Regions from separate parts of the Mus musculus genome. Here region 2 is linked to region 1. The links are chromatin contacts, called in public HiChIP or PLAC-seq maps. All regions are on one chromosome and are shown on one strand. Each heading gives the region's core, a stretch centred on a gene start, on an enhancer-like site or on the middle of the called end of the contact. The rest is flanking DNA. Distances are from core to core; before and after follow the strand shown.

What was found. HiChIP or PLAC-seq counts read pairs in DNA pulled down with a chosen protein or histone mark.
Region 2: an H3K27ac HiChIP or PLAC-seq map of microglia shows a contact between it and region 1, with 6 times the contacts expected there. The contact joins the enhancer-like site here to the promoter of Vps13b in region 1. A contact is called at or near these places in 3 of 115 datasets of contacts at active chromatin or transcription factors (embryonic stem cells, large pre-B cells and microglia) and 2 of 9 other capture datasets (adipose tissue and liver).

What each region holds. Positions count from the first base shown.
Region 1 is chr15:35,368,077-35,375,814 of GRCm38.p6, forward strand. Vps13b (vacuolar protein sorting 13B) reads left to right here and starts at 3,042. Exons shown (of 62, transcript NM_177151.4): 1 at 3,042-3,701; 2 at 3,857-4,031. The coding sequence starts at 3,885. It overlaps LOC115488525 (a long non-coding RNA gene), which reads right to left. Exons shown (of 2, transcript XR_003951638.1): 1 at 4,619-7,738; 2 at 2,152-4,084.
Region 2 is chr15:36,506,309-36,514,046 of GRCm38.p6, forward strand. It overlaps Snx31 (sorting nexin 31), which reads right to left. Exons shown (of 14, transcript NM_001347022.2): 13 at 1,391-1,447. Among named protein-coding and RNA genes, the nearest start is that of Ankrd46, 13 kb to the left of the region's middle. Within about 2 kb of position 3,088, at least 1 of the 459 cell types and tissues checked has an H3K27ac peak or open chromatin away from gene starts, as enhancers often do. A contact at or near this core is called in microglia, where this site is marked.

The DNA.
Region 1 (7,738 bases), core at 1,792-4,291:
GAGCAATTCAGTGGTTAAAGTAAAGACATTAATCGGTAAAGACTGGGATCCTACAACTTGGCATGGGATGTGTGGGAGGACAACACTGAAGTCAGAAATTTGAACCTGTAGATTCTCAAGGGTTTATCTCACCCAAGGAAGCATTATCCTCAGCCCTACCCCTTGAAATATCATATAAGAAATTATACCAAAATGTCTGTTGGTGGTGGCACAGCTCTTTAATCCCAGTACTCAGGAAGCAGAGGCAGATAGATCTCTGAGTTTGAAGCCTATTTACACAGTTGAGTTCCAGGATAGTCAAGGCTATACAGCGACCTTGTCTCAAAACCAAACCAAACCAAACCAAGCCCCAAACCAAAAACTATGCCAAAATATAGGCTAAAACCAAATATTTATTACCTCATAGTTTCTAATGGAGTTCTCAAATTCAGGGGCACTTTCCCTGGCTGTGATAAAGAGGAGGTTCTGGCTCAGAGTTTTTTCCCGAGGTGGCCAAGCACAGCTAGAGGTTCAGCATCTGAAGAACGAAATCTCAATCAAGCACAGAAGCTGTTTCTCATCACGGGGCCTTGCCCACTGTGTAGCCTGAGTATCACATTCGGCAGCTGGCTTCCTTCAGAGCAAATCCTACCATATCAACAGTCCCTCTTACATCTTACTTGAAGAAGTCACACACTGTCATTTCTGCCACAGTGTATTTTTCAGAAGTGAGTCACTAAATACCTCCAATACATCCAGGCATAAGAATCAGGCTCCATCTTCTGAATGGGGTGCTATAAACAAATTTGTGGAGATATTTTAAATTAAGTTCTATAGGAAAAATATTTGATTTTTAAAATTTAATGTGTGTCTTGGTGAGGGTTACTATTGTTATGATAAAACCCCATGACCAAAAGCAACTTGGGAAGGAAAGGGTTTATTTGTTTTGGAGAGGATTGTGGAAGGATCTGGAAGTTTGGGTTAGAAAAGTGCCTGAGTGTTGAGAGCTCAGTGGGCTTTTCTGCTGAACCTTTGAAGATCAGAATGTTGAGGGCAATGTAGACTGTTCTTTACATTTTACTGTGAATGATTCAGATAACTAAGTGCTTATAAACCTTATGGAGGAAGTGGAACATAATTAAAACTATTTTATTACACTTATTTGTATAAGTGCATGTCAGAAGCCAGAGAAGAGTTGTAGCAGTCAAATGCTCTCTTCTAACTGTGTGACCTCCAGGAACCAACTATGACTGTCAGGCTTGACAGCAAGTGTCTTTACTGGCTGAGCTATCTCACCGGCCCTGGACATTAATAATTTCTGAGAAACACCATTCTAGCATCAAGTATTTTAAGATAAAATATTGCAGATATGATTGTAGTACTCTGAATTCTGTTCCTGTTTTATTCTATTTCTTCTTTGGAGGTGATCCACTTAACTCACGAAACACACACACACACACACACACACACACACACACACACACAAGCTTGAAACAGAGAACTTTCTCCACTTGCTAACATAGGTCTACAAAAATCCTACAGCTAATAGTATATTTAATGGTGAGAAAGTTTCTGCTAAGCAGCCTGTTCTGAGCTAGATTGAGACCTACTTCTGTAGATTTACTGTCTACCCAATTTGCCTCATGGTCTTTCAGAAGAGACTTCAAAAATATATTGTGTTTATGTATATTGCCTTAGAAAAGATGTGAGAGGTTTGGAGAGATGGCTCAGTGGTTAAGAGCATTGACTGCTCTTCTGAAGGTCCTGAGTTCAAATCCCAGCAACCACATGGTGGCTCACAACCATCCATAATGAGACCTGCTGCCCTCTTCAGGGGTGTCTGAAGATAGCTACAGTGTACTTACATATAATAAATAAATAAATCTTAAAAAAGATGTGAGAACAGAGGATCTTTGGAGAAGCCTACTCATTTGACAAACAATAATAATACAAATGAATTAAACTTACTTTGATTATAGAACAACACTCATGGGTTGAAAATGATTAACTTTTAGTAAACAAACAAATTGTATCCAGATAATGTTTTTAGGCTAGGGATTTGGCACCTTTTTTCTGGATATAAAAGAAAAACTTCATGTTTAGCACTCTATATATTATTTTAAGCATCTGAGTAACATCCTGATAGTGTTTTATTAGATTGTCACACATGTATAGATTTATGGGAATTTTAATATTAAAACTTCTCAGCCATGGATTCAACCTAGTTGCTGTTCAAGTATTTTGGGTAACAAGAAAAATGTTTATTTTGCTAATTAGGCTTTCATAACATTCACATTACATGGTCATTTATTAAGGCTTTTGAGGAAGCAGCTGCTGTGAATTAGCAATTGCTTGCTGTTTTTTCTGCCTGCGAAATCTAATTCATTATTTTCACTATTAAAATGAACTTTGGCAGTCTCACGAATACCATTTTCTATAGCAATCTCCAATTCTCTCAAGAAATAGTATTTTTTTTTAATTTCAAAAGTTTTATGAGTGGGCATTGAATAACCTATAAAGGAAAACTATTTTCAAGACACTATGTTTTCTTCAAAAGTTACCTAAAATTAAGAGAGGCTGGTTTAAAAAAAAAAAAAAGGCAGCATATCCCATGCTATTTCTATCCACTCAGTCTATTATCTTCTAAGGTAGATGTTTGAGTTATTGCTGTTAGCCCACAAGTTACCACTACTAACATCTATACATCTATTTCATCGTAACATAATCCACACTGTCCTTACCACTTATTTCACTTTTGGCTCAGGACTCTTATTTTCACATTCTCTCAGCTTTTTGGGGACCTCCATATTAGACGGTAGGCCAGTCCTCTCCATTCCATGCACCCTATGCACACTAACTAGGGGCTATTTCACCTCTGCTTTGAGAACGAGATTATGTACAGTATGGTTTAAGCTCACTCTTTTAAGCTGTTCACCCCTGATCTCAACTGTGTACCCACGTCCACTTTCCCGGCCTTGCAAAAAAACTTCAGCAGTAAATTTAAATCTTCCGCCTTTCTTAGCTCCTCCCACCTGTCTTTGACCTCCACCCTACCGAATCCCAGTTCCTCTTTCCAGTTCTTCCAGTAGCCACGGAAAACAACCGTTTCTCAATTTTCTGGGCTTGAAGAACGAAGGCTACTTCTCCCGCCTCCACGGCACCCTGCGTTCCTGCCGCCTCCGACTACTAAGCCTCTTGGGCAGTATTGGGTCACGTCCCGGCCATCGCCGTGTCCCTGCAGCGCCACTTCCGGATCGCCGGTGCTTCCACTTTACCGGTCCGCATCCCGCACCGAGCTCTTCGTAGAGTTAATTCCTAACCCAGAGCGGTGGCAGCGGGGATCCCGGCCTAGCCAAGCCGGAGTCGTCCCAGGCAGGCAGACGCGCGGGGTCCTTGTCCCCACCGCGGAAACCTGACGGACGGCGAAGCCCGCACACCCGGAAGTGGCGCGGAACGCGTGAGGCGTTTCCGCGGCGGACGCCAGGTACCCGGAGGAAGAGCGCACGCCGCCGCTCTGTGGCGTGTTTACCTTGGAGCGGGTGCGGCGGCGGCGGCAGCAGCGGGCCTGACGCCAGCTCGGTCCTATGGCCGGAGATCCGCCTGCGTTCCGGGAGTCGACCGCCTCTGGCTGGGCTGCGCTAGGGTAGGAGTGAAGCAGGACGTGCTGTCCTCCCACGCCCGGGGGCCGGCCGCCTCCAGCCTCTCTGCCTACTCCTCGTCAGGTGAGGCGCTCAGTTAGCGGGGAGCTCGCGCCCGGACCCGGAGGGCGGGCGGGCGATCCGGGAGAGCGGCCTTGCCAAGCTTCCTGAGAAGTGCATTTCCAGTTGCTGCCTGTCGATTCAGTTACTTACAAAATTTCCGTCTTTACCCTTTTCAGGATCTGACTTCGACGCTTAAATTTGAAGATGCTGGAGTCGTACGTAACTCCAATTTTAATGAGTTATGTGAATCGCTATATCAAGAACTTAAAACCTTCAGATCTCCAGCTTTCACTATGGGGTGGGGACGTGGTTCTCAGCAAACTCGAGTTAAAGTTGGACGTTCTGGAACAGGTAAGCAGTACAGCTGCCATCGGAACATCTTCGTCTTGATAGACATAGCCTGTCTAGTATGTTTTGAATGATAATAAATTTCCTGTTAGCGTGTTTTGCCTACTGTGTAGTTAGAGACTTCATTTTATAGAAAACAAACAAACAAACAAACAAACAAATACAAGGCTTTTTGCCTCGTAAGGGCTTATTCTGTTAGGATTCCCCAACATTTTTTCAGCCGATAGAAATTTCAGCTTGTTTACTCAGTTCTCAAGCACTGCCAAATATGCACACTCTTACAATGTCATATGAAACGGGGAAACATTACATGCTTGTTCTTCTTTTGGGTCAGTGGGCGAGTGTGAAAAACAGCAAGAGCACGCACATGTAAAGTTCTGTTCCTTTTACCAGGAGAAATGACATCACTCATGGATCCTCAGATTGACTAGACACAGGTTGAGAATGATGGTAAAACTGGAAACATCTTTACTAATCACTTTTTAAGGTTTTTTCTTTTTTTTTTTTTTTTTTTTTTTTGGTTTGGCATTGGAATGATCTGATGCAAATAACTCTGACTTCAAAGTTCACATACTCAATAATTCACTTACCACATTTATCAATGACATATGCCAAGTACTTCTCATATGCTTGAGCTATGTGTATACACATTATCTGCGGGAGCGCAAGAGCCAGAGAGCAGCTGCTTTGTAGGAGAGGCTTGAGCTGATGGGGGGGATGGTTATCAATACTTTTCATGGCGTACTCTTGTTATTGGATAATCCAGACAAAGCACTAAGAAAACCAGCTTTCCCCATTTTCTGCAAACGTTATTGGATGTCTTTGATATTTTCATTTTAGTTTTTAAAAATGAGAACAAATCCTAAGTATGATTGTTGAACTTTAAGTATGGAAATACCTGTGAATTCACCATCATGATGAAGGCAGGGGTGTCTCTAGCACCCTACAAGATGTACCTGTGTGCCCACCACACCAGACTCCCAAGACACTGCTGGTCTCATTTCTGCACTTTTGTGTTACTCAGATGAAGGACTGGACTTAGCACTGCCTGCATGCTGGCCAGGCCTTCTGCTGCTGAGCCGCATGCCATAGCAGTTAGATTTTCGTGAAGGAGGTGTTTGGGTTTTAACCTATTGAGCTTCAGGTAAATAGAAGTGATTTCTGCCTAGCAGCTACTGGTGCTTTCTTCTCCCTCCTCCTCCTCTTCCTTTTCCTCTTCTTCCTCCTCCTTTTCCTCTTCCTCCTCCTCCTCCTCCTCCTGCTGCTGCTGCTGTTTTGATGAACCCATAGTGCTGAGTCAGCAGCAGCTTGTTCTTTGTGTTGCTTTTGTATTCCATTTTGTAAGATGTCACAGTTTATCTGTTCTGTCAGTAGAACTTTCACTTCTTTATATTGCTGGCTATGAACATAATGTGTCTATGAACAATCTCTTGTGTGCATATTTATATACATAAGCATTAGTTTCCCTAAAGTATATCTAGGAGGTAGGCACATGTCTGATTTCAATATGTATTGTTAATAGTTTAACAGAGTGTATTAATTTACAGTCTTACTTATGGTTTTAAATATTTCCCAATTTTTCTCCTACTTGGTATGTTTGTTGCTTTAAATCTTTGGCTTTCTGATGGATGTGTAGTGATGTGCCATTGTATTTTATTTGAATATTTCTATATGTATTGGCTGGTTATGTGGATATCTTTTGTAAATTCTCTGGGTTTCTTGAGAATGTGAATATTTGCCTTTCCTAATTGTTGTGTGGGAATTTATTTTATGTTGCTTTTGGCTCTGAGTATTGAACCCAGAAGCTCACAGGCACTAAACCTGACCTGCTGAGCTATCTTGCCAACCATCCACTATTATTTCTTTATTTTTACTTTAAAAAATTTATTTAAGGTGTATGAATGTTTTGTCTGCATGTATGTCTATGTACTACATGTGTTCCTCTTGTCCTTGGAAGTCAAAGAGGTGTCAGATCCCTGGAGTTAAAGATGATTGTGCGCTGCCATGTGGATGCTGGAATTGAACCTGGCTCTCCAGGTTCAACTGTTCTTAACCACTGAGCCATTTTTCCAGCTCCTGGTATTATTTTTGAAGTGTCCTTTTCTTTTTTCAGTTTTGCTAGATTTTGCTTTGTGTATTTTGTGGCTCTTTTCTTGCATATTTTATCTGATCTTCCTGAATTAATCTTTTTAATCACTATTAAGTGTCCTGTTTGACCAGTTTTGGTTTATTTGGTGTGGCAATGAGTGTGTGTGTGTGTGTGTGTGTGTGTGTGTGTGTGTGTGTATGTAGTGTCTGTGAGCATGGCATATGTTTATAAGGTATATGTGTGTTTGAACCTCTGCATTTGTGTGTGAGGGCCAGAGGGCCAGTTGTGTCCATGCATAATGGTGTACTTGTGTAATGCTCTGTCACTCTCCACCGTATCTGTTTAGACAGAATCTCTACAGAACCTGGAGCTAGACTGATAGACATCACACAAATCCCAGCAATCCTCCTGGCTCTCTTCAGGCCCCTAGTGCTATGAATAAAATGGCTATGCCTATTTTATTTTTATTTATTTATTTATTTTAAAGCATTAGCTAAGGGATCTGAACTCAGGTGCGTAGGTTTTGTTAGTAAACTGTTACTTAGGCCTATCCATATTGGATTTTTGGTTAGGGTTTTATGGCGTCCAGGCTGGTCTCTAACTATTTGGGTCTTTAGTAACATTATTTTTCCCTCTCTTATGATGTCTGTCTTGCCTGCTAGTAGTGTAGTTACTTTAGCTTTTTGTAGTTGATATTTGCATGATATAAGTGATGCATTATTTTGTCTACTTGATACACTTGGGTGGAGGAAGCTCAGTCAGGAATTGCCTTCATTAGATTGGCCAGCATGCCTTTGAGGGCATTTTCTTAATTGCTAACTGATAGAGGAAGGCCTGGCTTACTATGGGCAGTCCCATCCCTAGGCAGGTGAGTCTGGCTATATAAGAAAAGTAGCTGAGCAAATCAGGGGTAGAAAGCCAGTAAGTAGCGTTTAGTTCCTGTCTCCAGGTTTCTGCCTTGACTTCCTTTCTTTCCATGATGGCCTATAACATATGAGCCAATAAACCTTTCCTCTCCAAGTTGGTTTTCTTCAGTGTTTTATCACAGCAATAGAAAACAAACTAGGACAATATATATTTTGCTTTTTTATTTATATTTTTATATCTGAAGTATTTATTTTGTAAATAGTATATATTCACATCCTACTATATTTTTAAATTGTCTGACAACCTGTGTTTTTGTTGGAGTGTTTAATTCACTTATATTTAGTGCTTATATGGTTGGATTTTCATCTATTTTCAAATTACTTTCTGTGTCTTACATCATTTTTGTTCTTCAGGTGTCCTTTTGCCTTGTACTTTTGTATGAAGTAGTAGAGGTTTTCTAGTCTTATCTTATACTTTTGATTCCAAATTATTTTTGAGTTATTCTTTTAGTAGTTGCTTTAAGGATCACAGTATACAGTTGATTGCCATAATCTGAGATTCATGCTAACCATCACTTCATTTTGTTGTGTGACTCTTTCTGGGGAAGATGGGAACAAACACCCATTTACTCTAGACACGGACGGTAGATGAAAAAAATGATGCCACAAGTCAGGCTTGGGGAGCTAGTGAGTACATTAGAATCAACTATAGGAGCAAGGGTCTCACAGGCACCTGCATATGGAAAGTCTTACCT
Region 2 (7,738 bases), core at 1,838-4,337, 1.1 Mb after region 1:
AATACCAAGAATCAGCCTTGTCGGCCACACTCGAGGATTACCTAGCACACACTTAGGGTTTGGGTCTGTCTGAAAAGAGCAGGCATGACAGGTTAGCTATTATGAAAGAGGAAGTTTGTGTATAAAGATTTAATTCTTTATTTATTGTTAGTGTATGTGTGCGTGCAGGCCGCCAGATGCACATGTGGAAGTCGAGGGACAATTCTGGGGAGTCAGTTCTCTGCTTCCACCACGTTTCTCCCTCTTTGTGTGCTCCGGGCAGGGTGGCCCTCAGGTTTCCGGGCAGTTCTCCAGTCTCTGCCTCCTATCTCACGGTGAATGCTGGGGCCACTACAGCAGCTTTTCCCTGCAATCACTGGCTTGAGCCATCTTTCTGCCTCCTATAGCTGGCCTAGTTGTTTATTATTGCTATTCTTGTTACTGCTGTTATTATTAATAATTTCTCTATGTGTGCACACAAGTGGAAGTCAAAGGACAGCTTTCACCCATCAGTTTTCTCCTTCAACTGTGGGACCCAGGGATTGAACCCAGGGTGCGAGGCTAAAGCAGCAGGCACTCTTAACTGGGACCACCTCACCACCAGCACCGTGCTGTTTCCTGAGCTCATTTATTAAAGAAAAGCATCTTCTCTATTTAACCTATTTTAAGGGTCTCTTTCTGTATAGGCACATGTATACATCCACCAGACCCTGTACCAGGTGCAGGCTCAATAGCAATCCCATTACAATGCTAGTTATAGGGTGCCTTTGTCTCATTCATTTTGTCTCCCTGGAATTTAGACATAGACAGAAGGGTTGGCAGGGTAATTAAGAGAATGGTTCTGGGGGCAGAGACCCTGTTTTCTTCCACTGTCCATTACTGTTCAACTTTTGTTTGGGCACTTGATCTCTCTGTGTCAAGTTTCCTCAGTGGATTTGCAACATGCAAGAGGATGAGAGTATTAACTTACAGAAAAGTGCACATGAGGCTTGGCTGATTTTTAATAGTGTTCCCTACCAATAGTCTTTCCTGCACCACAGAACTAATGTGCAAGAGAACTTACAAATGTAAAAGTGGCTTCACATTGCAGAAAATTCATGAGACTAAAATACACTGATAAATCAAAATCTTTTAAATAGAAAGAGGATTTTCCATGAGTGCTCAAGATGAAGACAATCACAGAGGAATTTTGTGTCCCAAATTTTTTTTGTCCTGAGCCCAGCTAAAGCAGCAGTAGAAACAGGCAGTCTGGGCCTGTCCCTCTCCCACCCCATCCACATAGGGACTTCTAAGAAGCAGGAAGCTATCTAACTTAGGCTTGGATGCCAGTGACTTTGCTTAAAGTAGACTGGGGGGGGGGATGTTATATAATAAATTATAGCACATCAATGATGTCACTTTACTCACAGACCTGGCTAGGTTGGCTCGGGTGCTTTTTACTTCTGCCTTGTTCTGGAACCTCGATCTGCTAAATAGATTTGCAAAATGTCAGCACAGCTCAAAGAAGCAAGCACATGAATAATCATTAATTGACATGTCTCCCTCTCCACAGTCATATTTCTAATGACCCTACAACCGCCAGTCATGGAGTATCCACACCTCCACACCTGCCTGGCAGCTGCACACCTGCCTGGCATCTCCACTCCTGCCTGACATCTGCACACCTGTCTCACATCTGCACACCTGCTTCACATCTGCACACCTGCCTCACATCTGCACACCTGCCTCACATCTGCACATCTGCACACCTGTCTGCTTCACATCTGCTTGCCTGCTGTTCCTATGGCAGAATTGAAGTCACCAAAGTGACAGGAAACTTCTATCTAACAATGGTGGCTGTCTGTGGATCCTGTAATTGAACACAGCCTTTAAAAGAATTTCAAAGGAAACAAAATGTCCTTCAAGGTCCTGAGATCATCTATGCAGTTCTGATGAATTCACTGAAACAAAGCCATGTGGGGCTTTGGGCAGACAAAAGGCAAAATTAATCAAACCAGAACCAGAGTGAAGGTTTGGGCTGGGCCTTGAGTGAATAAGGTGCAGCTGTTAGGGACCCAGAGGAGGGAAGTGATAACCTGGGCTGAGGGCAGGGTTTAAAGTAATAATAATGATGATGATAATAATAATAATAGATAGGTAGATAGATAGCCATAGTATCGCATTGTTATTTGTAAATATCACTCAGGATCCTGGGCAAGGCATATACTCAACAAATGGCTTAAATCCTGAACTGTTGTGAAATGTCCTTATGTTGTTTGAATTCTGATGTTAATTCTGCTTTCTCAAGAGGGATTGCCCCTGATAAGCAGTTGACCCCATACTCAGGTGATCTCATATGACCCTTCTCTCCATTTTAACTGGTCAATAAAGGCTAAAACCTGTGATTGGGCAATGAAGGGGAATGGTGGGGCAGGAGATCTTTGAGATGGCAGGTAGGGGAGAGAGAGGACAGAGAGGGGGAAGGTGGAAAAGAGGAGAGGGAAGCCAAGATGGAGCAGAACCACGTGGCCAGGAGAAACTGCAAGTAGCAAAGGGTCTCATAGCTGGGAAATAAGTCAGTACAGTGCTAGATCTGCCCAATCTAGAAACAAACGTATAAATATAATAACTAGATTGTGTATTTTTATACAGCCTTATTGGAGTTAGAAATCTACACTATTTGGCACCCAATGTGGGTCTTAGAACTGAACTAACCTAAGATAAAAGCTCCCCCACCTCCAATGTAAGCTCTAAATCTGCATCAGGGTAGATATTAAACATCAAGTAGGGCTAAGGGGTTTTCAGATAACTAACTGAGAGGCTCCTGCCCCAAGCCCCAAGCAAACTGCTACAACCAGAGGTAGCAATCCAGCCCAGAGCTGGGACTTAGACAGTGCTACAACATGGTTGGGAATCTTTGAGCTTAAAGAAGGACTAAGGACCCTGGGATGTGACTGCCTGTGAAGACACAGCTGTGAGCCTTCAGAGGCCTTATCATAGGCACAGCGGGCTGACCCAGGCATCTGCACCTGAGCAAGCCTTTCCGTGCTCACTTTCCCATATGCCCCACATCTAAAGAGGACACAAGACAGCCAGATCTGTTCTACCAACAGCCAGTACTACAGACTGTCTGAGATCAGCGGAAATGCAACTGGCCACAACCCAAATAAAGACAGGACAGCTAGAAGCAAACTGCAGTGTCCCAAGCTGAACAATAGAAAGAAAGACAAAGGCACAAGAAGCTCCAGATCAGGTAATAAGAAGTATAAACTGATTATTTATGTATATAGCTATATATCTATCTATATATTAGATACTTAAAGATGAAAACCACAATAAATACCTCTTTATGATTTTATGGGAAGATATTTTGGATGGTTCAACAGGGATGAATTTAAAGGAAATTGACACCTTCCTAGTTATTATTACAATTTTAAGTATCTTGGTACTGTGTTGTTTTGTTTTTTTTTTTTTAAGTCAGGGCCCTAGATAAAAAGTGACGAGGCTTAGAAAAGGGATTAGAGGAAACACTGGAACTAAAGGAACAGGAATTTATAGGTCATGATAAGTGACAGAGAGAGATAAATGAAGATTAGAAACAAGAGCTGGAAGAGATGCTTTAACAAAAGAAGAAGAATTTCATAGATCAGACTGAACAGCAAGGAGATAGTGATAAAATTTGGAAGCAGAGCCTAGAGGATGATTTACTAAGGGTAGTAAATCAACATAAGGCAGATACAACAATATCAAAATTACAGCATAAAGAAAAATTAAAATCATGGAAGCAGGGCCTATAACAGAAGATATAGGAATTTATATGAACAACAGAATGAGAAATCTAAGGCTTAGCAACATGTCCTAGAGGAAACACTAGAACTAAAGGTAGAGGAATTTATCTGTCGTGATAAGCAACAGAGCGAGGAAAATGAAGGTTGGAGACAGGAGCTGGAAAGGATGTTTAAACAAAAGATACACAAGTTCACAGACTAGATTGAGCTGCAGAGAAAGAATAATGGATATTAGAAGCAAGGCTTGGAGGAGAACCTTTTAAAATTAATCAATCAAAATAAAATAAACAGCAGAACTTCAGAATTACAATATTAAAAACAAATTAAAATATGGAAGCAGAACCTTAAACAGAGAATACAGGAACTTATGGAACAGGAGGAACAACAAAAGGAGATATGAAGCATGGGCACAGACTTAAGGGAGGAACTTAAAATATTAATTAGGGAAAATGTTCAGGTAGAAACAGAAGGTAAAATTAGAGAAAGCCAACCAAAGGTTGTTAGAAAACAAACTTTAGTTTACCCTGTTCATATACAGCAAAGACCCCCCAGAGATAGATTACATAGTGCTTCATTAACCTTAAATTTTTAAAATGCTAATGAACAAAAAACTATGTCTGATGATTGTAGAAAAAACTGCTGAACTAAACCAGCCTGTTTATTTTAAGGATGGAAAGCAGGAAATATGTTATGCTGGGGAAGGGGTTATGCCTATATTTCCACTGGAAAAGAAATGCTATGGGTTCCTTCTAAGTTGATAAAAATCAGGCATGACAAATGGAGACCCACTGAAGACCTTGGCTATGGACAAGAAGAAGAAGATTGACAAGATTACAAGACAGGTGATATACATGTCTCTATTCACAGGGACAGCTCTGGGACCAGATGGCACTTAAATGTCTATACACAGCCAACAACTCTTATTTGGCACAAAATTCTCATGACTTATTATTACATACCATCTATAATTCCTAAATAACCAGAACCATCCACCATAAGTGGAAATTTATATTGTAGTTTGATTATGTGATCAAACTAACCTTTAAAGAAAGGCAGTTATCTTCTTATTGATCTTCCTTAACTGATCTGTGCACCTTGCACATTCCATACGAATGTCTTTACAGAACTATGTGTTGCTTAGATGTTGCAGAATGGAAGAGGAGGAAGACAGCCCTGAGAAGATTCACACTCCGGGATGCTGAGATTCTGGGACCTTCCATTCCAGCTCCTTGCTTGACTCTACTTCAACCACATCAAAGCTGTTTCCCCTAAAGACTTGCTTCCAGAACAGTTCCAGAACATCTTGACCCTTCAGCCTTTCAGACAGTTATAGTCAGGACATCAGCTAAGCCATGAACTTTCTCAGCACATAGAGACTGGATGGCAAAAGATGCCGGCTAGCCTTCCTTTAACAAGGTCAAGTTTCCTGTTTCCCTCTGGGCCCCCAGAGGGAATTATTTGCCCCAATTCAGCTAGAAGCAAACAAAAGAAGAGCATCTTCCCAGTTCCTTAAGTTGAGGTGGATGGTTCTGGTTGTTTAAGAATTATAGGCCGGGCAGTGGTGGCGCACGCCTTTAATCCCAGCACTTGGGAGGCAGAGGCAGGCGGATTTCTGAGTTCGAGGCCAGCCTGGTCTACAGAGTGAGTTCCAGGACAGCCAGGGCTATACAGAGAAACCCTGTCTCGAAAAACCAAAAACAAAAAACAAAAAAAAAAAAAAAAAAAGAATTATAGATATGTTGCCATTTAAGGGAGACTTTACAATGTTGTAGCTTTGGACAGAGAGGAAACTAGAGAGCTTAGACTCTGGGATTTCTGCCCTTTCTTTCCTCTTCTCTTCCCTTCTTTCTTAGATGAAGGATAGGGGTGGAAAAGAAAGGTGGATATGTAGTATTATAAAATTAAAGAAATAGACAAATAGGAATAGGTTATTAAATTTACTCTTAAGCAAAATATTGTATAGCCATAATCCTACATTGATAGAAATCTTTATCTTGGATACAAAATTAAAGTTATAATTTCTTACGTTGGTTTAAGGTTTTCATTGGGATAAAATTTTGTATATTTATACAAAATTTAAATTTACTATTGTTACTCTTAGATAGGCATTATGCCTATGTATCTTATTTAAGAATTCAAAGGATTAGACCCAATCTTTCTAATGGCTGCTATTATAAGCTGTCTAGGATGATTAACTAATGCAAGTTAATAGTCAGATAGTGAAACTCATGATCATATTAGATTCTAATTTAGTTAATTACAAATGTTTTCAAGATTATTCAAATAGTAAATAGCGAAGAATAATTAATGTTTGATAATTCAGTTATGCTTTATATGTAACCTTCAAAAGCATCAGAGATCCACAGAATATGATATCTAATATTATGTCATTACTAAAGATCAATTGACTATGAGACATGTGTGCTCCTGACAGTGTCCCCATTCCACTTCAAGGACGATACTGTGCATCATTACCTCCAGATGAAGTAGCTTCAATCATGGCAAGGTAACCACTAGGCAAGAATTGTCTAATTCATCTACAGACAAAAATACTGTTCCAAAAGGACACACAGATGTGGGACAGTCAACTGCTAAGCTCTGCCAATACAGAGTAAGCAAGTCCTTCAGAGTTCCTGCTTCACTTAGATGGTTCTGGGCCAGAAGACTGAAGACAGATGCTCCAACATTATAAGAAGTTAGGGTACTGTCCAGACAGTCAGCTGTCTCTACAAATTGTATAGTTTTGGAAGCTATGTGTTTGCTTTCTACACATTCAGTCAATATTTAATTCCTTCTCAGATCTCTGGCAGGGTTGAAGACTAGTTATAGTCTCATAATTGAACTTACACTGTTTAGCATTAAAGAAGATGTTCCAGATTTGAAAGGACAGATTTCAGATGGCAATAACAATTAAAACCAACATAAATCAGGCACAGAATTGTCAACTCCCTAAGTTAGGATAGATGATAGAGTACTTTATCTAAGTTGACAAATATGATAGACTGGATATTAAATCATAATTTATAATTTACATAAAAGAGCCTTTTTAATTGGACAAAGGGGGAAGTGTTGTGGGTTGTTCTGATGCTGTTTGAATTCTGATGTTCATTCGGCTTCAAGAGGGGTTGCCCCTGACAGCCAGTCGATCGCATGCACAAGTGATCTCATGTGAAACTTCTCCCCATTTTAACTGGTCAATAAAGGCTAAAGCCTGTGATTGGGCAGTGGAGGGGAAAGATGGGACAGAGGTCTTTGATAGTGGGGGCAAGTAGAAAGGAGGATGAGGAGAGAGGGGGGATTGGGAGTGGGGAAGAGGAGGAGGAAGCCAAGATGGAGCAGAACCACTCGACCAGGAGAAACTGCAAACAGCAAAGGGTCTCATAGTTGGGGAACAAGTCAGTACAGTGCTAGATCTGCCCAATCTAGGAACATAACTTAAAAGTTAATAACTAGATTGTGTGGTTTGGGTTTTTTTTGTTTTGTTTTGTTTTGCTTTTTGTTTTGTTTTGTTTTTTTTTTTTGCAGCCTTATTGGGGTTGGAAATTACTACAACAGTGAACTGTTATTTATAATTCTATTTGTTTGTTTGTTTTGTGTGTGATTTGGGTTTTTTGATTGTTTTGTGTGTGATCCTGTTTGTTTTCTGTGTGTGTGTGTTGGTGTGGGTGTGGGTGTGTGTGAGATGCTATGCATATGGCCATCAGAGGATAGCCCCAAGGAATCAGTTCTCTCTTTCCAACATGTGGGTCCTAGGCATGGGACTCAAGGCTTGGCAGCAAGCACCCTTAACCACTGAGCCATCTTGCTGGCCTAAAAATTCCTTAAGCAAGTCAGGGTCTTACTGTTAACTTGGGCTGGTCTTGTACTCTCTGTAGTTCAGGTCATCCTGAACCTCTCCACCGTCCTGCCTGAGATTAGTGAACCCTGAGATCGCATCTCTGTACCACCACACTTGACACTGTAGGGCTTTTCTAGAACCATCTGCATAGCAT